2 separate regions of the Gasterosteus aculeatus genome follow, and region 2 is linked to region 1. The links are chromatin contacts, called in public Hi-C maps. All regions are on one chromosome and are shown on one strand. The core of a region is the stretch at or near the end of the contact, and the rest is flanking DNA. Distances in the headings are between cores, read along the strand shown.

Evidence for each region. A called contact is a pair of places that touch in the nucleus more often than the background predicts.
Region 2: a contact with region 1 is called in a Hi-C map of skeletal muscle, with 9 times the contacts expected there. The contact joins two enhancer-like sites. A contact is called at or near these places in 2 of 6 Hi-C or Micro-C datasets (both in skeletal muscle).

What each region holds. Positions count from the first base shown.
Region 1 is chr1:3,166,246-3,169,481 of fGasAcu3.hap1.1, reverse strand. The region is part of intron 7 of lsamp (limbic system associated membrane protein); the gene reads left to right. Among protein-coding and RNA genes, the nearest start is that of gap43, 20 kb to the right of the region's middle. Within about 2 kb of position 1,676, at least 5 of the 9 cell types and tissues checked have open chromatin away from gene starts, as enhancers often do.
Region 2 is chr1:3,317,607-3,320,954 of fGasAcu3.hap1.1, reverse strand. All of the region lies in intron 1 of lsamp (limbic system associated membrane protein), which reads left to right. Among protein-coding and RNA genes, the nearest start is that of lsamp, 140 kb to the left of the region's middle. Within about 2 kb of position 1,999, at least 4 of the 9 cell types and tissues checked have open chromatin away from gene starts, as enhancers often do.

The DNA.
Region 1 (3,236 bases), core at 427-2,926:
GTAATCGATATATGTCGTCCGGAATGCCGATTTTGCGGAGCACAGATCGATTCAGTTGGATCGCAGGAATATAAATCGATTAATCGATTCACTCCTCGCATTCTCAGACAAAAAGTGGCTCCCGATCATTTTTAACTCAGCGCTTATTATGGATCCCTCGCCGTGTCCCCGTGTTCACATGCCGGTGTTCATTTGGCGACATCGTGCGGGGTTTGATAAAGACTAATCCCCAACTTCATCGCTCACTACTAATGGAAGTAACGGCCGCGGATTCTGTGATGTCCAGACACATGTGATCTTCAGATCGGATCAAGTGTCCCGCTTGTGTCTGCAAAACACTTGAAGAGAATGGGAGCATAATCGCACCAACAAGCCGTCCTTCCCTTTCATCATCATCTCATCATTTAATAAGTCCGCCCTCTGCAGGACGCCGTCATCGCCACTTTCACGCCCGCCTAAATCGCAGCAGTAAGCGTCCACTAGTGACGGGGAGGGAATCATCGGAGGGGGGGGTTACCAAAGATCTGGCCTCCAAAAGGAATCCGCTCCAAATGGTGGAAATAGTTTTGCTGTCTCCAAACGCCATCAATCTCCGCTTTGTCCCCGGAGGATTTTGGCCGTGAGCCTGTTTATAACACACACCCCTCCCTCCGCCCCCTCCGCCCAGCGGGAAGTGTTATTGCCCTTTCTCCTTGGATGATGGTGTTAATGCACCATAATAAAATCATTTATCCTCGCTTGGATAGTTCATTTCACAGCGCGATGCCGGAGAATCAAAGCTAATGTCACTCGTTGTTTCCTCTTTAGCTGAAGGTCCTGCGCTGGTTTCCCTCCTGATCCGTTTAAGCTCCTCGGCGTCCGGCGGCTACCAGGCCTGCAAGCGGGGCCCAGATGTCAGTGACGGCCGTCGCGGCGGCAGATGTTTCTAAGCGGTGACCCTGTGAAATGGGTGCTCGTGTGCCGCCTGCACGTGTTTTATTCCCCCTGTTTGTCGCGTCAGCAGTGAAGCAGTTAATCTCCGTTCCGGCTTGAAAAAGAGGACCAAAGTACGGCTGCTGCTCCACGCTTGTACAGGAGGTGATTCCTGCACTAACAAACCACAAATTAACTGCAAGTCGAGGAGGAGTTGATGGATTTATATTAAGCCTTTTTTAATCCTTTAACGATAAACAAACCGAACAGTCGTGTTTCAGATTTTAATTAGTGATACCTCTTTGATTTTTCTCAAACAGCACTGACCCCTGTTATTTTTTTAATGTTCTTAATTTCAGACTTACTTCTGCCAAGGGAAGGTACATTTACGTCACCCGCTGCTATAAGTGCAGAATCTCAACGTTTAATTAATACTCAACAACACAACGCTAAATGAACCCCGGCTCGTCGGCAACTTCCAGCATGTCACTTCCTCTTGGCAGCTTATTTTCCCCCCAAACAAATCTCAAAGCCGCTCTCAGGATGGAGGCACTCATTTAGTGTCTAGTGCCGAGTACGAAACGTATCGCTCGCCCGACTGGAGGAGTAAGCACTTTAGGGACGAGCAAACCGCTCGGCACAAGCTGCTGAACACACACACACACACACACACACACCTTGGCCCACCTTACCTCGTGCACGTCCATCCTTCACTCTAAATCTCCTCGGGAAAACGTGGAGCTCCTCACAGTCACAATGGATCTGAGTGTCTCCGTGGATCTGAGAGTCACCGTGGATCTGAGAGTCTTCGTGGCACTTGGGCATCCAATTAACCTCCCCAGGGGGCCGATTCATCACGATCTAAGCAGGCCGGGATTTCAGAACCGCAAAATATTACTACGCGGCTGTCACGACCCTCCCTGCTCCTTTGGTCTTGTTTTCACCCGCCGTGCGTGATGGGAAAACTGGACCAACCTGTCTGTAATGGTGACCAGTTCCCATGCAGCAGCTCATATTGATATTACAATGAATTCCTTTGAGAATCGAGTTTGTCCTTCTGCTAAAGGAGCCGTTACAGTTGGTTGCTCCTGTTATTCGCTTGCTGAGGGCCGACCCGGCAGACGGATGTGTTTGTGGGTTCGTCGGTCGCCAGCGACAAGCCGCTTTGGATCCCCTCTGGGTCGTTGTCCCAGCAGGACTCTACACCTGATTTCATTCATCATCTGCCTGGAACCATAACAGGCCTGTCACTCTCCCCCGGCAGTGATAACCTACTTTAGCGGCTCCCGCGCGCCAACAGAATCAAATCCGCCCGCCCGGCGACTCGCTCAGGCCTCTCATTCCTGCCGCCGCAGCCAAATAGAGGGGTCAAATCATTTCACTCTGGGCTTTAATGGGAGTTAGAGCGAGTGTGCATCAAGGACAGACGGCTGAAGACGCCCGCTGGAACTCTGCTGCCCTCTGCTGGCGGGGAGCGACTTTGAGTGCGAGGATAGACTTCCCTCCAAGAAGAAAAAACTCACGACACTCACAACTTCTGCCAACTTCTCTGATAATGTATTCCAGTTCATGGCACCGGATGAAGAATCTGGCAGAGGCACGGGAATATTTTAGGGTGCAGATGTGCTCGCGGGGGCCACGTTCCATCCGAGCTCCATGGACGCAAATAGATGCAGTTTCCTCTTCTTTATGCACCAGTTTATTTGACTTCACTGAAACCGTCGCTGCGAAAACAAAAGGGCCTTGTTTCTCTCCAGTTTATTCTCCTACTGCTAATCTGGAATAAAGATGGTGGATTTCTTTGCTGTGCGATTCTATCCGGGCCTCTCGGCATGCTCGGCGGGCAGGAAGAGCCTTTTTAATAGTGCAGTCACCTTCTGTGAAGACACACTGGAGAGGATATCTGCAGCTGGTCTTATCGCGGAGGGTGGATTTGCTTTTAGATGAAGTGGGGAGACACACACACACACAGACACACACACACACACACACTGTTCCCGAGCTGTCCCTGTGCGAAGGACCTCAGCACTTTATCGAGTCCCTGCTTCCCAGTGAGGCAAATTATGCTGTGACCATGACGTGCATTTCCCTTCTTATGTTAATACTTTCTATCAGTCAAGCGTGTGTCAGCACAAACTTCCTGCTCCCGTATTCCAATTCCGATCACCACATCGCCCGGACTTAAGCAGGATTAAGTTGAGGCACCTCGGATGAACCGGAGCTCCCGCGTAATGCGAAAGGGCCTCGAGCGGAATCCATTATGCGCGCCGTGTAATTTGAAGGGTTTTATTTGGTTGCGATGATGTAAGGAAGTTTTATTGCCG
Region 2 (3,348 bases), core at 750-3,249, 150 kb before region 1:
GCCAAAGAACTGTGGCGGCAATATGCTCTTGTTTACAGTGCAATAAATATGTCATATTAAGTTACATTTATAGCATGTTCCAGATAAAAATGCAAAAGTTTTGCTTAAAGTGTTGCTTAAATAAATTTTTATTGACATTTACACACTGTTTCCTCCCTGTGTATTGAAATTCTTGTACTTGCCTTTCCGGAAAGCCGACCAATTTAAAAATTAAAATAAGAATAAGAATACAATATTTACATAAATGTACATGAAATACAAAAAAAAAGTGTTTTAAAAAGTTAAATGAAATGTGTGCAATATAAGTTAACAGTACACGTACAGTAAGTGAATCGTAACAAGCTAAAGTGCAGACCCGTTGTGAATCAGGTTATAGAGTCCTCTCAGCTGTTGATGACTCTAATGGCAGTGGGGGGAAAAAGAGTTTGGGGGGGGACAGACAATTTTATAAAGAATTAGAAAAGGGCTTTTATTGAAAGGGAAACCATTTCTAAATCCCTGAAGATGGGACACTGATGTTTAAATTTAGTTGGCACAGTTTTGCCAATGATTTGTGTAGATTCTTCTATTTAACGGTTATAGTGGGGCAATCAATCATCTATTGTATGCATGCAGCATTTTTCTATATAAACTCAAATCAAAAAGATGTCTTTTGAGGCATCACAGCTGTTGACATAAGTTTGCGTAAAAGGCATCTTTTCGATGTATAAACAGAACACAAACAGCTATTTCTTGGACTTGATTGAATTATTTACTTCCCCTCCCACTCACCCAGAATCACAGACACTTTACTGCACGGTGGCTGCACTTACATTGTTAGTCACTCCGTTAAGTGTCTGCTGCGCTGCGTCCAGATGCTAAATACGCCGCGCGCGTGTGCGTGTGTGTGTGAAGCACTACGGTATTTAACACATTAGGGGTGAGAACGAGTGTCTGTTTTGGAACATGGGGAATGATCCCAAAGACCCGGGGACGGCAGCAGTGCAAAGCTAAAGAACACAACGGATGCCTTTGCATGTTTTTATGCAAAGATAAGGATGCGAGTAGCACAGGAGGCGTCGCCTTAGTTATAAGACGTGATGACCTCGCAGGCCACATTAAAGAAATGCCTCACGCATCTCTGGCGCACATTCCACAGGTTTACGCCTCCGACCTTGCGAGGACCCCCCTCCCCCCCCCGCGCATCTGATTTACCAACGCCGCGTCGCAGCCGCCGAGTCACAACTGAAAGTCCCGCAGGGTGATCCGAGGCGAGGAAAGCAATCAACGTTTAATGTGCGCGCCAAAGGGGCGCGCGTTCGGGTGACTTTGAGCCGTGCAAATGTTTGTGCGAGTCAGAGCGCCGATGCGCGGATGGTCCACAGCGGTTTGTGTGCCGCCGCAAACAGAAACGAGGTGAGCTCGGATCGGCCCGCTTGAGGATCGGATGAAGCATTATTAACAAAAGCGGCGTTATTAAGTCTCATTGTCACGTTTTTGTTGTTGTTGTTGTTGTTGCAGATCTTAGGTGGCGCATTGCCTCATTCGCAGATGAAAGATGTTACGTGCTTCCAGCTTGGTGAATATTACAACCCCGTTATTCCCCCCCACCGCACTGCACCGCCTCCCTTTGTCTCAGTCAGGAGGAACATCATCCAGATTCCAGTCGCGCGTGGAGACGCCGTGAGTGTCCTTCAAGGCGCCAGAAGATGGAAATAAGGAACGTTTCGCAGTCGGCTGCGTCCTTTGGCGGGATCCGCTTTAATATTACATTTGTAGGAACAGAGAGAAACTGCTGAGATGTGTTGTAGTGCCTCCGTGGAATTCTGGGAAATAATGTTATAATGTGCTTTATGAGCCCACCGTCAGACACGGGGAGTGCGTGTGCGTGTGCGTGTGGAGGGCACGTTCATGCGAGTGTGAGTACACACTTCTCATTAGACACAGCTCAGCGGTCTACTTTGAAATCTCGCTCCGTCACAGTCACACATACACGCACGCGCGCACACACACACACACACACCCTTCTCTTTCTCTCTGTGATGTTTCCATAGCAACGGCCGGCGGGCCCAGGAGGTGGAGAAGGCCAGCGATTGTATCCAGAAGCCACGTTGAATTAAATGAAATACGCACGCGGCGGCGGGTCGATCGAGGTGTCACTGCCGGTGTCAAAGCCAAATAAAAGATGCAGCAGACACTTAATGCACCCCCACCCCCCTCCTCCCCACCCCCCTCCTCCCCCATCCCTCCCCAGAGATGGAGATGAAGATGCTTTTCGCAATTTTGCTTCCGCTTGTCTCCCACGAGTGAGATATCGGGGTCGCGCGCCGCAGATGGAGGAGTGTTTTTTTTTTTTTTTTAATGAATTCCACTCAGACCGGACTTGGCAGTCATTTTAAACATGGACCCCTTTCAAGGAGTCGGTTGGTGCCAGTTGGAGGTTGCGGCGCATAAAACTGCAGCAGGGAGACAACCGAGAGCAGCTGGATGTAAATATGGCTGCGTGGATCAGATTAGATAGATAATGAGAGAAGTTTGTTCATATGGAGCACAACCTGTTCTTATGCACAACGCACACACACACACACACAGACAGAGTGTGTGCATGTGTTTACATTACACAAACAATATTGTGTAATTTGCTGGTTTGTCCCCGTTGAAAACAGTTGTACCTCATGCTGTTTTCTTTTGGAGGTAGTAAATAAGCGACGCCCCCCCAACATTAAGTCCTGCTAAGACCCGAATGAAGTTTAGTTTAATCACACAAAGACAGTTCTAACATCAGGCAGTGAAGTTGCATTTGGCACGTTTATGTGGTGTTTGTTAGTGAATCGAATCTGGGATTCCTGCCCATCAGACTATCATCCTCTTTCTTTAGTGGTGTCAAATGAAAGCTGCAGGCATCACTTACCGGGGGGGGGGGGGCCCCCGACCCTTCAAATCCGGAGTCGTATCAGCGCCGCCATTTCCGGCTGAAGGGAAGTGGACGATGCGAATGGAGCCGACCTGTGAGTCGGCCGGGCGCCAGCAGATGTCTCTCCAGCGCTGCACAATCCACACTCCCTCCTCCCAGCCGCTCAGAGCACGAGAGCTTATCTGAGAGCACAAGTGCTGATAAGGCGGCAGGCTGTCCTCTCCCATCAAGCGTGATGGATGGGTCTTATTGCAGATCTCCTCGTGAATGAGGACGGCGGGAGAATCGCTGATCGGGTCCTCGGCGCTTCTCGTCTGATCCATCGGGATCCACCAAGTACAACTATAAGAAACTATCCTTCTGGTTGTTTTTTTTTGCCTTTTTGGGCCACAGGGGAAGTTAATCATGGAACTGCTTTTGGGAAACATGGAGTTTAGATTGTCCTCCACCTGTTT